Regions from separate parts of the Mus musculus genome. Here regions 1, 3 and 4 are each linked to region 2. The links are chromatin contacts, called in public HiChIP or PLAC-seq and promoter capture Hi-C maps. All regions are on one chromosome and are shown on one strand. The core of a region is the stretch at or near the end of the contact, and the rest is flanking DNA. Distances in the headings are between cores, read along the strand shown. Region 1 overlaps Usp43 (ubiquitin specific peptidase 43). Region 2 holds the start of Ntn1 (netrin 1). Region 3 holds the start of Rpl26 (ribosomal protein L26). Region 4 overlaps Gm40032 (a long non-coding RNA gene).

Evidence for each region. Promoter capture Hi-C pulls out the DNA fragments that hold promoters and counts their contacts. HiChIP or PLAC-seq counts read pairs in DNA pulled down with a chosen protein or histone mark.
Region 1: a contact with region 2 is called in a promoter capture Hi-C map of embryonic stem cells, with 3 times the contacts expected there. The contact joins the enhancer-like site here to the promoter of Ntn1 in region 2. A contact is called at or near these places in 5 of 39 promoter capture datasets (the 3T3-L1 cell line, the C10 cell line, embryonic stem cells and 1 more) and 3 of 115 datasets of contacts at active chromatin or transcription factors (forebrain, neural tube and pancreatic cancer cells).
Region 3: a FOXA1 HiChIP or PLAC-seq map of pancreatic cancer cells shows a contact between it and region 2. The contact joins the promoter of Rpl26 here to the promoter of Ntn1 in region 2. A contact is called at or near these places in 2 of 115 datasets of contacts at active chromatin or transcription factors (embryonic stem cells and pancreatic cancer cells).
Region 4: a contact with region 2 is called in an H3K4me3 HiChIP or PLAC-seq map of embryonic limb bud, with 5 times the contacts expected there. The contact joins the enhancer-like site here to the promoter of Ntn1 in region 2. A contact is called at or near these places in 9 of 39 promoter capture datasets (the 3T3-L1 cell line, the C10 cell line, cranial neural crest and 6 more), 1 of 484 Hi-C or Micro-C datasets (cortical neurons), 7 of 115 datasets of contacts at active chromatin or transcription factors (embryonic forebrain, embryonic limb bud, embryonic stem cells and 4 more) and 1 of 9 other capture datasets (embryonic stem cells).

Annotation. Positions count from the first base shown.
Region 1 is chr11:67,858,680-67,863,212 of GRCm38.p6, reverse strand. All of the region lies in intron 14 of Usp43 (ubiquitin specific peptidase 43), which reads left to right. Among named protein-coding and RNA genes, the nearest start is that of Gm40032, 16 kb to the right of the region's middle. Within about 2 kb of position 1,647, at least 67 of the 459 cell types and tissues checked have an H3K27ac peak or open chromatin away from gene starts, as enhancers often do. A contact at or near this core is called in embryonic stem cells and pancreatic cancer cells, where this site is marked.
Region 2 is chr11:68,384,352-68,389,054 of GRCm38.p6, reverse strand. Ntn1 (netrin 1) reads left to right here and starts at 2,229. Exons shown (of 7, transcript NM_008744.2): 1 at 2,229-2,445; 2 at 2,871-3,952. The coding sequence starts at 2,935.
Region 3 is chr11:68,900,255-68,904,776 of GRCm38.p6, reverse strand. It overlaps Rpl26 (ribosomal protein L26), which reads right to left and starts at 3,211. Exons shown (of 4, transcript NM_009080.2): 1 at 3,153-3,211; 2 at 2,335-2,507; 3 at 1,458-1,598; 4 at 243-412. The coding sequence starts at 2,502. The coding sequence ends at 284.
Region 4 is chr11:67,817,612-67,822,121 of GRCm38.p6, reverse strand. Gm40032 (a long non-coding RNA gene) reads left to right here. Exons shown (of 3, transcript XR_879959.2): 3 at 4,147-4,240. Among named protein-coding and RNA genes, the nearest start is that of Dhrs7c, 22 kb to the right of the region's middle. Within about 2 kb of position 2,196, at least 20 of the 459 cell types and tissues checked have an H3K27ac peak or open chromatin away from gene starts, as enhancers often do. A contact at or near this core is called in cortical neurons, embryonic limb bud and pancreatic cancer cells, where this site is marked.

The sequences.
Region 1 (4,533 bases), core at 398-2,897, 530 kb after region 2:
CTGCAGGAAGATGTAACTATGTTTAAAAAAAAAAAAAAAAAAAGGAAAGGACGAAAGGAAGGAAGAGATAGATCTATCCCAAGGGGACCTTCCCAGAGACCGTTGTGAATAGAGGGCCCCGGCACTTAGGTGTCCCCAGCTTGTTAGGACAAATCCTTAGCCTGATAATCATCCTCTGTGGCTTTTCTTGGGCGTTAAAGGTTTTAGTAGGTCTTCTTCCTTCCCAGATAGTATGTCACTTCAGCTTTCATTCCCCTTGTGATGGTATCTGGGAATTTCAAGTATTCAAGACCGTGCGGTCGTCTTTTTTATTCTTTGTTTCCAATTTGGCGAATTATGGTCCAAGAATGAGCGTCTCAAATGTTATCTTCTTTCATGGAAAAGTCTGTTTTGTTATTTTATAAGTGCTCTGTGTACCTTTTTGAGGGCTTGAGCGCTTACTGTCATATATGATATTAGGTGATTGGTTGCTTTAGTCCTTTCCCCCATGTCACTTTAAATATGTCTCTTTTTGTTATTGTTTTGTTTTTGTATGCACAACTTAGTAATATAACCAATCGATATAACAACTATTTTCCCATCTGTAAATGTATTCCTGATTTTTAGCTCAATTCTCTCCTGTAAAGTATTCAGACGATGACTAAACGTGTATTCAGCAGTGAAGTTCTCATCTTGAGGAATCAGACTTTTTTCAGCTGTGATTCCAGGGAAATTCTAATTGAATGGGATGCACTGTTTCACTTGACTTTAGCCAAAGGGAGGGATATGAATGTCTCTTTAGATATGTATGTTTCTTTAGAATGTACAATTCCTACCATGCTGGCATGTGGCAGGAATGACACAGTGAGGACTGAGGAGCAAGGAGCTTTGGGAGAGTGCCAAATGGGACCTGCAGGGTGCTGTCACTGACAGCTACAGGTAGCTGGCAAGAAAAAAAAAAAAAAGAGTGGAAGACCTGGTGGGGCTGAAAAACCACAGCTGAGTGGATACAGAGAGTACAATAGGAGACAGCTGGTTCTCAGGTACACCCCAAGCACTGGACTCTAAGCTGTTCATCCCTAATCCATGGCTCTTTTGTAAATGCCTCATGTATGTAGCCTTACAGTGACTTCTGTTTGAGGTTCAGGTTCTTCAGACCAAAAACAAAAAACAAAACAACAACAAAAACAAACAAACAAACAAAAAACCAAAAAACAAAAAACTTGTTGGTTGCTGTTGGTTTCCTTTCCTAATTAATTTGCAAGTTCTGCTTTTCTTCCTACCTTGTTCCTGGGTGCTTTCTCGGTGTTGACAATCAATCACGTTTTCCTGCCATTAGAAGTCGGTAAGAAACCAGCTGTTTCCTGCCAGGCATTCTGCTTCCTCATCGCCTTTTCTCTCTTCTCCAGTAACCCTGGAGCTGGAGCCGCGCCCTTCCCTCCCCTCTCCCCTGACATCCTTCCCACAAGGAGAGGTTTGAAACCCTTCCTCCATCTCCCTCTGCCCCATTGGGGATTCTTCCCCCCATTGTGCTGCAATAGTTCATCCTGTGTACCCGACTTGGCTTGAGCTGACCTTCCGAGGCTGCCTGGCCTTCCCTGTGGAGGATAGACTGTTCGTGGAATGCACTGTGGGATGCACTGTGGTTTCGTGTTTGTCTTCTCTGCCCTCTGCCCTGAGATCTCTGCTCTGCCAGTGTTTGTCAGAGCCCTTCAGGCACTTGAGCTCTTAAGTCCTTAGCAGACAGAAGTATTTCCTTCACCCCAGTGGGTGGTAGCCTGGCTGGCCTGGGGCTCTGGGGTTGCAATTCTTTGCTTTCTGCATCGGTAGCTGGTTTCCCACGATCTCCTTGCCCCAGGGCTGCAGGTGAGAAGCCCAGACTGTTCTTTTTCACGTGAGTGTCTCTTGTTCTCCCAGGCTGGAAGTTTTTAAGATTCTCTCTGACCTCAGAGTTCAGAAATTCTAGCACATGCCTGGGTGTTCAGCCCCACCCCGCACCCAAATGCCTTCCTTCTGCACACTCAGGCCTTTCTTTGGGACTTTGTCTTGTATTTCCCTTGAGTTATTGTCTTTTGCCTTCAGATTCCTCTAGTTGTTTGCTGTGGCTCCTGGTTCTACCCCCTCACTCTCCTCCGTTTTCCCATGTGGTCTTATGACTGCCCTTTTGCTCCAAGATCAGAGGCGTCCAATCTTTTAATGTGATGGTTTCACTTACAAGTATGCTGAGTCATATTTATAACTATCCTGGGACAGGTGCAGGCTCCTGGTTACACACCTACTGGGATGTGAGATAATTCTTATCTATTTACTGACTCATGGGATCTTAGCGGTGACCCTGTAAGCCTGGTTAGGTCACACCCTGATGCTGTCTCTCTCCCTCAGGGTCATTGGTTGCACAGCTCTGTGCCTTTAGGAACTGCTCTTCTGTGTTGTTGCGGCTGCTGCTCTTTGTTTTGTTTTGAGTTATTCTGTTTCTGGGTCCTCTCTGTTGTCATTTCTACTTTGGGGCCAACTCTCACTGTGGAACACTGGTTGGCCAGGAACTCAGTCTCTCAGCTTCCTGAGTGATGGGATTCTAGGTTGTGAGTAACCACACCCATGATGGACCCTGTTGTTGCTTTTTCTGTTTCTGCCCACAAGGCTTTGCTCTTCCCTCTCTAGAGCAAAGGGACACTTGGGGTGAGAGAAGGGACGGTGACTTTGGCTCCCAAGGGATGGTGGTTGACATCCAGCCCTTCTCTTGCCCACTTCTGTCCAACTGGCTCAGTCTCAGAGGAAGAAGAGTAGCCCTGGCCTGTCTGTAGACATTGCCTGAGCTTCTCGGGCACCACCAGAAAATTTGGGGTCAAGTTTGTTTTAGATTGCCTCTGCCGTCCAGGCAGAAGTAGCTGCCAGGCTGTCAAGAGACATGAGAGCAAAAGGGACAACTAAACTAGGAGCAGAGAGGGGCTGGAATTGTTTTTGATATTTAAAGTCAGTGGCAGAGATCTTCAAATATGGATTGGAGTTCAGAAGCTGTCCTGGGTGCACATAGCATGGGCGCTTCTCTCCTGGGTTCCAGCTCTGGTTGTCTTTGATGCTCGCCTGACACAGCAAATTCACTTCTACCCCAGGGTCTTTGCATCTGCTGCTCCTGAAGTCTGGAACTCATCTTCCTCAGATCTCCCCCTGCCTCCCTTCCTCCTTTCCCCCTTCCTCTTTCACTTAGGTCTCTCAGATATTGCTCATTCCTCGTGCCCCACCCTCCTCTTCTTCCTGATCCCACCTTGTTCACTGTAGCCTTTATCACCCACTGTGTTACACAATATCTTATGTTTTGGTTTTTGTCAAACCCCAAGGGCACAGTCACTTTCTACTTGCATTTTTGTTATTGTTATGATACAGGGTCTCCCTATATAGCCCTGGGTGGGCTGAAACTATGTAGACCAGGCTAACCTCAAACTCACAGGGATTAGCTTGCCTCTGTCTCATTGATTGCTGGGATTAAAGGCATGTGCACCATCTTGGATTCTATTTGTATTTTTCCCCAAGCACTGAAAAAAAAATAGTCTTTAGCATACAGTAGGCTTTTCTTAAATATTTTTGGGATAAATTAATGGGTGGATGTTAAGATGTGATGGAAACCCTTAGGGATATTGAAAGTACTTGACCCATTGAAGATGAACTAAGGATGGGGAGAAGAGGCCCTAAGGCTCCTGCCAGCAGCACGGTGTGACCTCAATTTGGAGATCACATCACTGGCCCAAGGAACAGAAGTGACTTGAGAATCAAGGTGTCTGTACGCAGACGGGAACAGAGGAGGCATCTCTTGGAGCAGCCGCCCTATGGTTGGTTGGAGGCTGTATGCCTCAGCAGACCAAGGACCCACCACAGAGGGGTCCTGTAGGGCCTGAGAAGGTGACTGTCTTTTGCAGGGTGTCTCCAACCTCTAAGAAGATGCAGCTTAAGACTGTACACCTTGGGCTGGAGAAAGAGGTGGCTCCGTGGTTAAGAATGTTTGTTCTTGCCAAGGACCTGGGTTCAGTTCGCAGCAATGACGTGGCTGCTCACACCTATCTGTAACTCCAGTTCCAAGGGACTGACACCCTTCTCTGACCTATGCAGGCAGGCACCAGACTCTCACACAGTACACATATATGTAGAGACAGACACACATAGAATAAAAATAAATAAATGTTTTTAAAAAAAAAAAAAAAAACAAAAAAGACTAGCTCCTTTGTGGCTCTCAGGCTCCCTGGATCCCAGTCTCCTTCCACGCTCCCAGATGACCCATCTCCCAGAGGAAAGGCTGGAGAAGAGGCGGGCTGCTTGGTAGTGAGCAATGCCCGTAAGGGTACCTGCTGCTTTTTCTCTCTGCTTATACCATTTACTTCTCAGTTTATCTAAGGTTCTCCGTCCCCACTCCCTCAGATCCTGTTACGGGGCGATAAATAGATGAAAAGAAATAAAGGGTGCTTTTTGTCCAAAAAGAGGCAAGCTGAAGGGGTCCTTTGGGTGTGTGTCCTGTGGGTTGCTGTCAGCCCTGGCCCAGGGCCCTTCCACACCAGGAAGAAG
Region 2 (4,703 bases), core at 980-3,479:
CATACATGTAGCAGGTTATTTGAGTTGTTATGTAATTACACTATGTAAGCATATGTACTATAAGTTGTAATATTCCTGTGTGTCAACTAATTTGATGCTCATGATCCTGTGAGGTAGAGATATTGGTATCCCTCTTTTATAGGTGAGAAAGTCAAGGCTGAGAAAGATGCAAAGACTTGCCCAGGCCACACAGCAGAGGCACTAGTTGGATGCAGGCACTCTGGCTCCAAACTGTGTTCTTCCAAGTGCCCTGTCTCCTTCCAGCATACCACTGAGATGTCAAAGTCCACCATGGTTAAACATTTCTTGTAGTCCCTTTTGCCTCATTTCTGATTTATGTTATTTTGCCGTGTTTTAAGTACCCCTGTAACTCACCTGCAGTCCTTTCTACCACAAGGCAAGGCATAAATAAACAGTACAGAGTGGTAAACGACATAAACAGGCAAAGCTAAAACACAACCCCAGGGACCAAGGGTGAGTCCAGACTGTCCCCGCAATGACATGGATTTATTTCCTTGGGCTGTAGCTGGCCTGCCTCCCTGGAAGAGCTGGCTTGGGTGGCCAGCTCTCAGGAAGACCAGGAAGAAGGGCCTTCGTCCAAGGAGAACAAGCTGGGCCAGCCCATCCCCGAGGCCCTTTCTTAGGTTCTCAGAGTCTATGAAAGTGGAAGGAACAGAATGAGGCGGGCTGAAGCAAGGAAGCCCTTGGGCCAGAATCAGGAGTGGAGTTTTTCTGTCTGAGTCTGTTATTGAATCACATTCTAAATGAGAAAGAAACTTAACAGTAACTAGTTTCAAGCTCGCAGCTGGATAGATTCTCACCTCTGAACTCTGGCTGTAGCTGCAAGACAGCCAAAGGTTACCATTCTTGTTCACAGTCCTTTTGTTAAGGCAACAGAGAACCAGGCCAGAGGCTGGGTGGCCCGAGGACACCCCAGGAGACTGTAATTGCGCGAGGTTATCCATTAGACAAACGTGGTGAGAGAGCTCATGTTTCTTTGAGATGGGGTATGTTCCCCATGCTGGCCTTGAACTCCTGGGCTTAAGATAGCTCTCAAGCCTTCGGCCTCCAGAGTAGCTGAAGTGGCAAAAGCACACCACCCACAGGAGAACACCACTGCCTCAGGCCAGGAGCCCAGATTACTGTATCCAAATTATATATATATACACACACATACATACACACACACACACACACACACACACACACACACACACACACACATATAAGTAGCCAGAAATTTGGGAAAGTTATCCCTAGCCTCTGAAGCCTCCACACCCTTAGTTGAAGAGTAGAGTCAATTGGTACTATGCAAAGCTATTGTGGGAATCTCCCTAGGGATATTAAAAAAAAAAAAGGATCTAGGAGCTGCCAAGTCAGCTTCAGGGGACCCTGGGAGAACTGAACTGGCCCCATCTCTGAAGTTCAGGATAGACCTGAGTAGGCCACTATCCAGGTGCGTCCGAGCTTCTTGGCCTTTAGCCTCGAATCACCACAGCTTCCAGGCCTAAAAGAAAATTGGCAGTGACAACTCTGTGAGGTTTAGGCGCTGCCTCTTGTTGCCCCCCACCCCATCCCCTAGAGCCTAGGGGCAGAAAGTTCACATCCCTTTCCAGTTCCCCTTCCTCACGCCTCTGGGGCCGAGTGCCCATAGGGGCAAGGCCCTGAGCGTAGTGCCACCGGGGCCACCAGTCTGGGTTGGAGGAAGGCTGGACCTCTGCGAAGAAAAGAAAACAAACACAGATGTGTTTGGCTGGGACCGGGAGGGAGAAAGCCGTTCTCGCCCCCACCCCACCCCCACAGGGTGCGCGCCGGCCCTGCCCCCTCTCCGGGGTTTCCCCGGGCGCTCCTCTTGCTTTCTCTTTGTCTCTGCTGTTCTTTCTCCGGCTCCCAGGTTCCCACCCGCTCGCTCTCGCCCTCTGGAGCATCCCGGGCCCGTTGGCTTTAACTTTCTTCTTCCCGGGGTTAAAACTTTGCTCGTGAGCGGGCGGCTGCTTGCCGACGTTACTGGCCGGCGCCCCGCCCGGCGGCCCCGCCTCCGCGCTCCCCTCCGCCCCCCACTCCTAGCGCGAGTGGTGGCGGCGGCGGCAGCGGCAGCGGCAGCGGCGGGCGGCGGCAGAGCCTTCGGGGGCGTGCGTGCGTGTGTGAGTGCGCGCCAGCGAGCGTGAGTGTGTGTGTGTGTGTGCGCCCCGGGCGGGCAGGGCAGCACTCGGACCGCGGCGGGAGTCGGCGGCCGCGTCGTCACTCGGGAGGAAGAGGCGGCGGCGGTGGCGGCCGGGGCCGGGGCTGGGGCAGCGGCGGCCGCGCCGGGCATGGAGCTGGCAAGCCCGCGTTGAGACAGGACGCTCTTGCTAGCCGCCAGCGAGAGGCTCTCTGCAGTCCGGCGCGCGGGCTCCCCGGCTTGGGCCAGGCAAACTTTTCTTTCTCTTTTGCCATCACTTAGAGGTAAAGTCTCCTACGCGGAATCCCCAGCGGGGACGCGATTGGGGAGGGGGCATTTATAAAGGAAGGACCCCAGGTGGCAAGAGAAAAGGACGCTGAGCCCGTGCGTGGTTGGGGGATCTGGAGCCCTGCTGCGCCTGAGGCTTAAGGGAGCAAGGAGAATGGGCATAGCTGCGGATGGGCAGATGGGCGCGGGCTTGCTCTTCGGTTGGCCGGGAGGCTGGGGAAGCCGGGAGGAAGGGGCGCGGGCGGTTCAGGTTTGGAAGCCCCTGCGCTCGGGGTCCCCCGGACTTTGGGGGAGGGAAGTGGGCAGTCTCGGGGTTGGTACCCCGGGGAGCGGGGCACTTGCCCGCCACTCCACCGAGGGCTGTTGGGCGCGGGGCGGGCTGGCTGCTGGCTGGCTGAGCGCGGCTCCCCTCTCTCCGCAGGCGCCTGGTGCGGCGGGCGAACCGACTCCTTGGCGCGGCGGGGCCGGGGCAAGCTGGCCACAGCATGATGCGCGCTGTGTGGGAGGCGCTGGCGGCGCTGGCGGCGGTGGCGTGCCTGGTGGGCGCGGTGCGCGGCGGGCCCGGGCTTAGCATGTTCGCCGGCCAGGCGGCGCAGCCTGATCCTTGCTCGGATGAGAATGGACACCCGCGCCGCTGCATCCCGGACTTTGTCAACGCGGCCTTCGGCAAGGACGTGCGCGTGTCCAGCACCTGCGGCCGGCCCCCGGCGCGCTACTGCGTGGTGAGCGAGCGTGGTGAAGAGCGGCTGCGCTCCTGTCACCTCTGCAACTCTTCGGATCCCAAGAAAGCGCACCCGCCCGCCTTCCTCACCGACCTCAATAACCCGCACAACCTGACGTGCTGGCAGTCCGAGAACTACCTGCAGTTCCCGCACAACGTGACGCTCACTCTGTCGCTCGGCAAGAAGTTTGAGGTGACCTATGTGAGCCTGCAATTCTGCTCGCCGCGGCCAGAGTCCATGGCCATCTACAAGTCCATGGACTACGGGCGCACGTGGGTGCCCTTCCAGTTCTATTCCACGCAGTGCCGCAAAATGTACAACCGGCCGCACCGCGCGCCTATCACCAAACAGAACGAGCAGGAGGCCGTGTGCACCGACTCGCACACCGACATGCGCCCGCTCTCTGGCGGGCTGATCGCTTTCAGCACGCTGGACGGGCGGCCCTCGGCGCACGACTTCGACAACTCGCCGGTGCTGCAGGACTGGGTCACGGCCACCGACATCCGCGTGGCTTTCAGCCGCCTGCACACGTTCGGCGACGAGAACGAAGACGACTCGGAGCTGGCGCGCGACTCCTATTACTATGCAGTGTCTGACCTGCAGGTTGGCGGCCGCTGCAAGTGCAACGGCCACGCGGCGCGTTGCGTGCGCGACCGAGACGACAGTCTGGTGTGTGACTGTAGGCACAACACGGCCGGCCCTGAATGCGACCGTTGCAAGCCCTTCCACTACGACCGGCCCTGGCAGCGCGCCACGGCCCGCGAGGCCAACGAGTGCGTGGGTGAGTGGGGCGCCGTGGCGCCGCGGGCGGTGGGTGGAGACGCGGTGGGGCGGGGGGAGCTCCTGGACCTTGCAGCGGCGGGTTCTCCCGAGCGACGGAGCCAGGAGTCCGAGCATCGCGGGATAGTGGGTTTCGGAGACCTTACAGTTGCTTCGGGACGTGCGTTCCGAGACGTATGGGACCTGGGAGGGGTGAGATCAGAGCCATCTGCCCGCTCTGCCGACACCCGGTGTTGCATCCTTTCACCCACTTCGAAACCAAGAGGCGGCTGGAGAAGTGGCCCGGGAGGTCAGGGGGTGGAGGGAGTGGTTTGGAGAAAATTTGCCGACAGGTCTTTCTAATCCCAGATCCAAACGGAAACACATTCACTGCCTTCCTCGCAGTTTGCTTAGTGCCTGGGGTTCACCTCCGCCCCATCCCCCTTTCCTAAGGCTGCAGCTGGGCGCGCGGTTGGGGACCGGGGACGTTCCAGAGCCACAACCAGGAATCCCTTGGGAGAAGGCAGAGAGCTCCTTGCAGCTTGGAACCAGTTGGGTACCAAGCAAATGTCACTCGTGCACCCTCCAATTCTCTTTTTATGGTTTGATTTTTTTTCTCTCCTCCCCCCCCCCCGTTTGAACAGCGTGTTCGTGTTATCAAGAGGAGAGTGATGTGATTTCAATTAATTACTATCTACAGGTTACAAAGGAGACCTCAGTGACTATTTTAAACTAATTCAATCCTGGACCAAAAAAGAAGTCTACCAGGTTTT
Region 3 (4,522 bases), core at 1,962-4,461, 510 kb before region 2:
AACTGACTCTTAAGGGTCCTTTCCAGGTACCAGTCGATTAGGAATATTTTCAACTGGCTATTCCTATAAATAAGGGCCATTCCAAGGTTTAAATTCATCATAGCTCCTGATTCCACATAACTTGTCATAGTGCTATCAGACCATCTGAGGGTGGCTGTCCTTTCCAGACCCCAAAGACTGACACAGAAGCAGAGTAAGCCACAGAAAACAAGGTACTTGGAAAACACCACACAAGACAGGACTACTTAAGCAGTCTTTAATGAAAGCCGTGCACGAGATGTCTCTACTCCTGCATCTTCTCGATCGTTTCTTCCTTGTATTTGCCCTTCTCCTTTCCTACTTGTCGGGACTTGGCTTTCCTCTCCAGGATCTTCTTGCGGTCCTTGTCCAGCTTTAGCCTGGTGATAACGACCTGCACAAAAAGAAGCAGCCCTAAGCTTTAAGCAACAACGTAGGCCCAATTACAGGTCCCACTTTCCATTCCCTGAACCCAGGGTAGTAGATACCTAAATGTCTCTTTCTAAAATACAAATGATGATGCAGCTTTGGAGCAGAAGCTCAGAGTTTATCCAGCTAGTCTAATCTTATCACTTGCTGCACTAAGGACCAGAGACCAAGAACTGACCACTGCATTTTCCTTGAAAACTGAGCTAGTGGTGGAAAGCAAAAACCAAACCCAAAAACCACTACAATGTTACATACAGAAAATGTTCTTTCTGTTAAAGGTCCTGAGTTCAACTCCCAGTGACCACACGGTGGCTCACAACCATCTGTGATTGGATCAGATGCTCTCTTCTGGTAGTATCTGAAGAGAGCAACAGTGTACTCATGTACATTAAAAGACACCTTACATGGGGCGTGCATTGTGGCACAGGACTTTAATTTCAGCACCCAGGAGGCTGAGACAGGCAGACCTCTGAGTACCAGAAAAACAAAAACTCAGAGCTCACTAAGGTCATGTGCTGGGCTGGAGAGAGGGCCAACAGACCCACATCTTTGATCTACATGGGTTCCACACACACAGAAGCAACCATGACATGTACTATGTGGTGGGGAAGGGAAAGAAATCATGGTACAATTTTAATACTGATGTTGTCTGTCGGTCTTTTGGGTTTTCTGCAGTTTGAAAATTACATTTTTAGCACTAATTTAAGTCTGAGAACCCCCTTAAGTGGTTGCTGTGCACATTAAACAATCCAATCACAAATTTGGAATAACTGACATGAAAAGTATATATAGGACAGGTATATGTATTATGGGATGTTCTACTTTGGCTTATATAATCAGTTTATGGGATCACAACCTCAGCTCCAGGTTGCTTTTTACTGCCAATACCTTAAGCCCACTTCATAATGGTGTTATCAATGGCCTCACTGATCACAGGGGCCACTTGCAGGTGCCATGTAAACAGCAATCAAGCACCAAAGCTAGTGGTTTCCTCCTTCAAAAACACCCACCTTGCTGGGGTGGATGCCCACATGGACGGTTGTGCCATTAGCCTTCTCTCGCTGGACTCGTTCGATGTAGATGACGTACTTCTTCCTGTACACTTGGACCACCTTGCCAATCTGCTGGCCTTTGTAGTGTCCGCGAACAACCTGAGTGCAAGTGAAAAAAAAACTGAGCAAGGGCTAGAGTGTAACCCAGAGAACCAGAACTGCCGAATCATTCATACACTGTGCACCTCCAGCAGACCCACACGTCCCCTTTTTGGGGTGGGAATGGGGTTACTGGGACTCAAATCCAGGACCTGTATATACAAGGTAAGCACTATGTGAACAGTGAGCTAAATCCCCAACCTTTTCATCTTCACAGACTGGAAACAAACCAGGCCAATCACCTATAGCAAAGAAAGGCTTTCTAAATAACAGACAAATCAAGACTGTTGCCATCCTATAGCTGTTTTCAACCCATGTCGATCCTCCCAAAGAAGTGTTTCATTTTATTAAGTATTCTTAAAAAGTGTTAAGATGTGCCAGTCTCGAAGTGCACACCCTTTATCCTAGGGCTCTATCTTATCTCTTTTCCAGGTCAGCCAAGGGCTACCTACACAAAGAAACCCACCCTGCGTTCTTTTAAAGACTTCCAGAACTTACCAATCACTAGCTATAAATTACAGCTACAGATAATCTCTCCCCAATAGAGCTAATAGAACCCCACACAAAGACATTAGCAAACCGCTGAGGCAGGACCAAAAAGCACACTGCTTTCCAGTTCTTTTGATGCAAAGCAACCCTTTCATACATCAAATGCAGGTTTTCTCACCCCCCCCCGCGCCCCCCAAATAATCGTAAAATTCCATTCAGCTTCGCCTCGCCAAGCAAGGACACATACCTGAACTTCGTCATCCTTCCGAATGGGCATAGACCGAACGTTATACTTCTGTCTCAGCTCTTTGGAAAGAGGGGAAGACATGATCTTCCTCCGAATGTGAGAGGGCGCATTGAAATGCCGTTTGCGGTTCTTGCTTCGGTCAGAAGTCACGAAGGGATTGAACTTCATTTTGGCTTAAAAACAAACAAAAAAAACAAAAACAAAAACCAGAAGACCCTTTAACGTTTCAAGTCTCAACCAGTTCCCTAAACAGCATCAACTCCACTCTGAAAGCACACAACGTTCACTGGAAGGTATCATGCTCGGTTACTCCAGACCTTCCCATCTGAGGGTTTTTTCGTCTTTAAAGACTGAAAACAAGATGAAGACTCTGCCATTAGTAACACCTATCCTACTTTTAAACTTGACTTTCCAACTTCAGCATCCCGGGAGGGTCCTACACAGCGTCGGTCTTTACCTTCTCATTTACCGCTTCTGGTGCTCTGCATTTTGCCCCCCACTTGAGCATGGAAGCAAGGGCGGATCTCCAAGCCCTCCCAACTGGCGAGAGGGCAACCGCACGGCTGACCCGGGGCTTATGATTATTTAACTCCATCTCCATGGGCCCCGCCGGCCTTCGAGTCCACGAACCTGGTCCCCTTAACCCTCTCCAGCCCCGCGGGCCCTGGCTAGGAAAGACACGGACCGAGCCCGCCCCAGTTCGGCTCCCTGGCTGATGCCGGGCCAGCAAGGCCGTCTCGGGGCCTCGGGACAGAAAAGCCTCCTCGCCTCGCCGCGGATGGCTGCGGATTACCAGCGACAACCCGCCGAGAACTCACCGGCTGCGATCCACCGATGGCCGCAAAAGGAAAGAGAACTACACGCGACTTCCGGTTCTGTAAGTTGCCGCGAGATCTCGCGAGAGTCTCGGAGCGAAAGGGGAGAGGAGGTTGGGAGAAAAGAAGAAACTAGGAATGGGAGTTTAGCGACATCTAGCGGCTCGGAGGGGGACTGCGAGGGGTCCTGACGTCATCCCTCGGAGGTGTGCGTGGTAGGCTTAGTCCTCTGGGGAAGGCAGTGCTCCTGGGATGAAGAGGGTTGCTTAGGGACGGTAGGCCGGCGTGAGAGGACCTGGGGGACCTCACCCTTTCATTCCTGGGCTCCGGGCGAAGCGCAAGACCTACTTTTAGGCGCCGAGTGGCTCTGGGACCTTGGCCAGACGGTTACCTCGGTGACTTGACCCATAGGAGTTAGTTCTTATAATTAGCCCCAGCCGGCCGCCCCCACATCTGGGTAGACTACTCTGGGTCCTTCTGCGAAATTGAGACCATCCCTCACCTGGACGGAAATAGGTCTTGGCCCCCTGATGATGCCAAGTTGCCGGTTCAAATCACACTTAAACAAACAGACCCGAGGCCAGATCCCCCGGAGCTCCCGGGGACTGGACCACCAACAAAAGATTACAGGCTCCGGTCACAAACGGGGCAGAGGATGACCTTGTTGGACATTAGTGAGAGGGGCGGCCCTTGGGCCTGAGGGTGTTCCATGCCCCAGTGTAGGGGAATGCCAGGGCGGGAAGACGGGAGTGGGTGGATGGGTGGGGGAGGTAAGGACAGAGGGGATGGGATAGGGGAGTTCCGAAGGGGAGACCTGGAAAGGGGAAAACATTTGAAATGTAAATAAAGAAAATATCCAATTTAAAAAAAAAAAAAAGGAAAAGCCGGCATTGGTGGCGCCTGCCTTTAATCTCAGTACTTGGGAGGCGAGGCAGGCGGATATCTGAGTTCGAGGCCAGCCTGGTCTACAGAGTGAGTTCCAGGACAGCCAAGGCTACACAGAGAAACCCTGTCTCGAAAAACTGAAAACATGAAAAGAGAAAAAGAACGGAAGAAAGAAAGAACGGAAGAAAGAAAGAAAGAAAGAAAGAAAGAGAGAAAGAGAGAAAGAGAGAAAGAGAGAGAGAGAGAGAAAGAAAGAGAGAAAGAGAGAAAGAGAGAGAGAGAGAAAGAAAGAAAGAAAGAAAGAAAGGAAGAAAGAAAAGAAAGAGACACGGGGTGGGGGGACACTCTCATCGCAGACAGGTGTACCCTTTAAAACTATGACCTCAACCCCCTCCTGAGAGTTCTCGGTTCCAGATCTGATGGAGGTAGGTCAAGGGGATCCGATTCTCTGCAAATGGGTTCGGAGGCATCGGTTTCTGTAGATAATA
Region 4 (4,510 bases), core at 947-3,446, 570 kb after region 2:
CAATAGAACCAATAGGTGATTTGGAGACTTGAGAACGTTGCATGAGGTGATGAAGATTCAAGTCGGGCAGGAAATGAATCTTTAATCTTTCCTATGTGCTCGTTCTTTGGCTCCTCTAGGGAACAACACATGTATAAAAAAGAATTGCTGTGTCTGGAAGGCGAAAGCTATCCATTTCTTTAGGAAAGCATCGTAGTTATAGGGCATGTGTCTTCAAAGCATAAGAGGGTGGGGCACTGCCTGCCAATCTGCCCCCCTGTTGGCAGAGGGATTCCTCCAGGCACGTAGCCTCTCTTGCAATTCTGGCTGCAAAGGCTGAAGAGATACAACAACGGTGTGAGGCTGGCGAAGTGAGTTTGAATGCTCTTGGCATGCATGCGAGCCATCTGCCATTGCTGAAGCTGAGAGTGTGGCTAGTGTAGGAGATGGCTTGCTCTGGGGGAAGGATGCTACACTGCTCTGTTCCTGTTTAGACAGTGCTGTCCCGTAACTCCTGGCCTACAGATGGCATGTGGACCAGGCTTAAGCCATTAGCCATCAGATGGCTGACCAACCCTACTTCTAAGCAGATAGGACATAATAGCCCTGGTGCCACTGCTGTCCTCTTATCCCAACAACGGGACGAGGGTGGCAATGAAGCATGCCACCTGGGTGATAGTGGGGTAGAGGGATATTTGATACACTAAATCTAAATGCTTAAAATAAAACTTTCCTAAAAAAATATTTATTTATTTTATGTACATGAGTAAATTGTAGCTGTCTTCAGACACACCAGAAGAGGGTATCAGATCCCGTTACAGATGGTTGTGAGCCACCATGTAGTTTCTAGGAATTGAACTTAGGACCTCTGGAACAACAGCCAGTGCTCTTAAACACTGAGCCATCTCTCCAGCCCCAAAACAAAACTTTTGAGTTACTTGAGGAAATAAATGTCTAGGTTGGGTTCTTGCTGCCTGTCATGTCCCTCCCTCTGCCCAAGTCACAATTGACTTCCTAAGCATTCACACAGTTGTCTCAGCATGCAGAATGACAGTGACTGCAAGAAGCCATGGACAACCAGGATGGCCCAAGGTCTACTCAGATTGGCTCATGGTATATCTTCAACAACCTTTGATTCACTCCTGTGAGAGATCCTGAGTTAAAGACCATCTTGACTGTAGTCCCAGGCAGAGCTGGCAGTGGGCAGCCTTGACTGGGCATTATACACTTTGCTGGTGCTGACGTCCTGGGAGCCCCTCCTCCTATGCAGATCTGGCTCACCATGCTGTGGGGACAGAGAGGAGACTGCTGGTGCTCTGCTCACTCTCCCCTTCTGGGACCCTAGCCCATGGAATGGTGCTACTCATATTCAGGGTGGGTCTTCCCTAGAGTCTCTAGAGACATCCTCATAGACATTGCCAGAGGTCTGTTTCTGAGGCAATGAGGTAACCTAGGAAATTATAAGGCAGAAACTAGTCAAGCAGTGTGGCTAGAGTTAACAGAAACCGGCAAGGGGCTATGAAACACCCTTGGGGTTAACAACAGCAAGACCCGTTAACCTCCCTGAACTCCAGGGATGAGGGGAGGAGTTGTCTAGCCATAGTATAGCCTAAGGGTACATCTGCTGCCCACCTGTCCAGGCAACCACAGCAACCCGATGGAAGTCTGAGGAAGTTAAGAGCCCTGGCCTCATTTTCTCCTGCCAGGCAATCTCCAGAGGCAGAGCCCCATCAATAGTCAATAGCCAGGGGAGCCCACTGCTGCCATCTCCTGGGGACACTGAGATGCAGCCAACAAAGGATCTGGTAAGGCAAATAGCGACTGTTTGAGCCTGGCCATCGTGAATTTGTGAGGTCCCCTCACAGCCCTGTCCTGGAGCAGGAACCTGGGGGTTTAGGTGGTGCCTCAGTGAGGGTTCTAATCTTCCCAGGGAAGGGCACATGTGCTAAAAATGGTTGGGAATTGTGATAGATTTATCTGTTTCTTTATGCTTTTCTACTTAGTCCACTTTAAAAGATTTTTTTTCTTTTCAATTTTGGGGCAGGAAGCAAAGACAAGAAACTAATCACCTTTGTCTTTCACAGCATGGAGCTGAGAGGTGTTTTAATCTCTTCTGCGTCTTAGAATAACCAGTCTGGGATCTGGGACAGCTACTGCTACCTAGGTCCTTTATACCATCCAGTCACTCTGTGTCCTCGGGGTTAAGTCACTCCAGGCCACCCTCGTTTTCCCCTGAGCAGCACAGCAGCAGCAGCAGCAGCAGGCAGCAGAGCATGGACACCCTCACTTTTCCCATCTGTGACACGGAATGCAAGTCTTTCCAGGGAGCCTAGCAGAGAGGAGACCTTCATGGGATCCTTCTTACGATTGTACAAGACATTGTGAATACGGTGCATGGACTCTTGCTGCTTTGTGGAATTTCTAGGAAGGTGTTGGCAAAATGTGTTTGGAGCAACAGTGCCACTTGGTGGTCACCACTCTTATTGCATAGCATATCTGTTTCCACCCCCCCCTCTTTGTTTCTACCTTGTTAACATTTCATTTATTTGTTTCATTCTGTGTATCAATATAAAGGTTGGAGACTTTCATTTACTATGCTAGTGAGATGCCCCACCATGGCAGGGTGGCAGAGTGACATCCCAGAGCCACACGTTGCATCCTGAGGGAGACGGCAAATTTGACTTATGGGTTGCTTGGGATATCCACCTATCATTTCTATTAGGTCCACCCCCCCCCCCAAGGCTCTGGGATCCCTCAATTTAAGAAAACCCTTGGCCAGCTAGCAGGGGATGGTAGAGCAAACTCACATACACAGAAGGGTCCTTTTTCCTTAGAGCTGATCTCCCTGGCTTGTTTTAGTGGAATCCTAGTGGCCTTTCCCTACTCCAGAGTCCTTGCTTTGCCAGAATGCAACCCTCAGTGACCACATGCATGCTTCTAGTGACAGCCTTTCCTTCCTCAGTCACCCAAAGGCTGGGCCTTTGTCCCCATTACAGCAGGTCCTAGTTGACTCCTCACTCAGGCTTGCAAGATAACAAAAGCAGGACAGACACCTGGCATCTATGCCTTGCTTTCACATCCATCTCCTTTGTTTGAAAACTTCGGGTCAGACTTCGGGTTAACTCAGTGTGCAGGCATGTCAGTCCCTCAAGGAATGTCCATATAAAAACTGGTGACACCTAACCAGTCTCACCCCTCTTCAAGACAGAAGGCACAGATGTTAGTTTACCCAGCAGTCAGCTCTCATAATGTCCTATTCCAGACCCTAAATGGTATTCACAGGTCTCTCTCAACATTGGCCAAACTTGCAAGTCACCATGGATCACAGGAAGAGTAGAGCCTTATGGGTAAGACACCTTATCATGAGATTACCCTCAAGCAGGAACTTTATGGGAGCTGGCATGTCCCCTTAAGCAAGAAAGGCTTCTTTCACCCGCCCCCCCCCCCAGAAACAGAACAGATACAATGATCAACCAGACACACCTAGCCAGGACTCTTTAGTTATGCAAACCTCTGCCCTTCTGCTTCACTCACCCTCAGTTTAAATCTAAAGCGCACATCGATATCCTAAAGCTAGATGGATGTGGGTTTACCAACCATTGTTCTGTTCTTCATACCACAACCACCTTGTAGTACCTCCTTTCTCCGTCCTTCACTGCTCCTCACTTTGATTCGATTTGATCAGGTGACAGCATCGTCTGTTGGGACTCTCTTGCCATAATAACACACTGTTGGCCTGGAGTTTACAAAGCAGAGCCTGTAAGGGAACAGGTAGGGACTCTGGCCAAGCTCTGAATAGGCCCCGAGGCTCTGTCTCTGTCTCTGTCTCTGTCTCTGTCTCTGTCTCTATCTCTGTCTCTGATCCTCCCTGTCCTCATGCTGCCACACTCATATTCTGACTGCCACTGCTGTGGCCTCTCCCCAACCTCCCACAGTGCTTTTGACAATCAAACCCACAAAAATAAAGTTAACTTGCTGATACGTTCCTAAATTCAAACCCCACATTATCCCTTCTGTGAGGCTGGAGGACTTGACCATCCCAGGTTTTGGGACTCCTGGGTGATCACAAAAGGTTAGATAGCTTATTGCTTTTTAAAGACCTATTTTAATTTTATTTTATTATGTGGCTATTCCTGTCTGCATGTTGGTATGTGTATGTGAGTGCAGGTGCCTGTAGAGCCAGAGGAGTCAGACCCTACAGAGCTGGAGTTACAGGCTCTTGTGAGCTGCCCAGCATGAGTCCTGGGAATCAAGTCCTTTGCAAGAGTGGTAAGCATTCTTGACTCTCTCTCTCTATCCCACATTTTTTACTTTTTAAAAGATTTATTTTATTTTCTGTGTATGAGTGAGTCTTAGTCAGGGTTTCTATTCCTGGACAAAACATCATGACCAAGAAGCGAGTTGGGGAGGAAAGGGTTTCTTTCGGCTTACACTTCCATACTGCTGTTCATCACCAAGGAAGTCAGGACTAGAACTCAAGCAGGTCAGGAAGCAGGAGATGATGCAGAGGCCATGGAGGGATGTTCTTTAC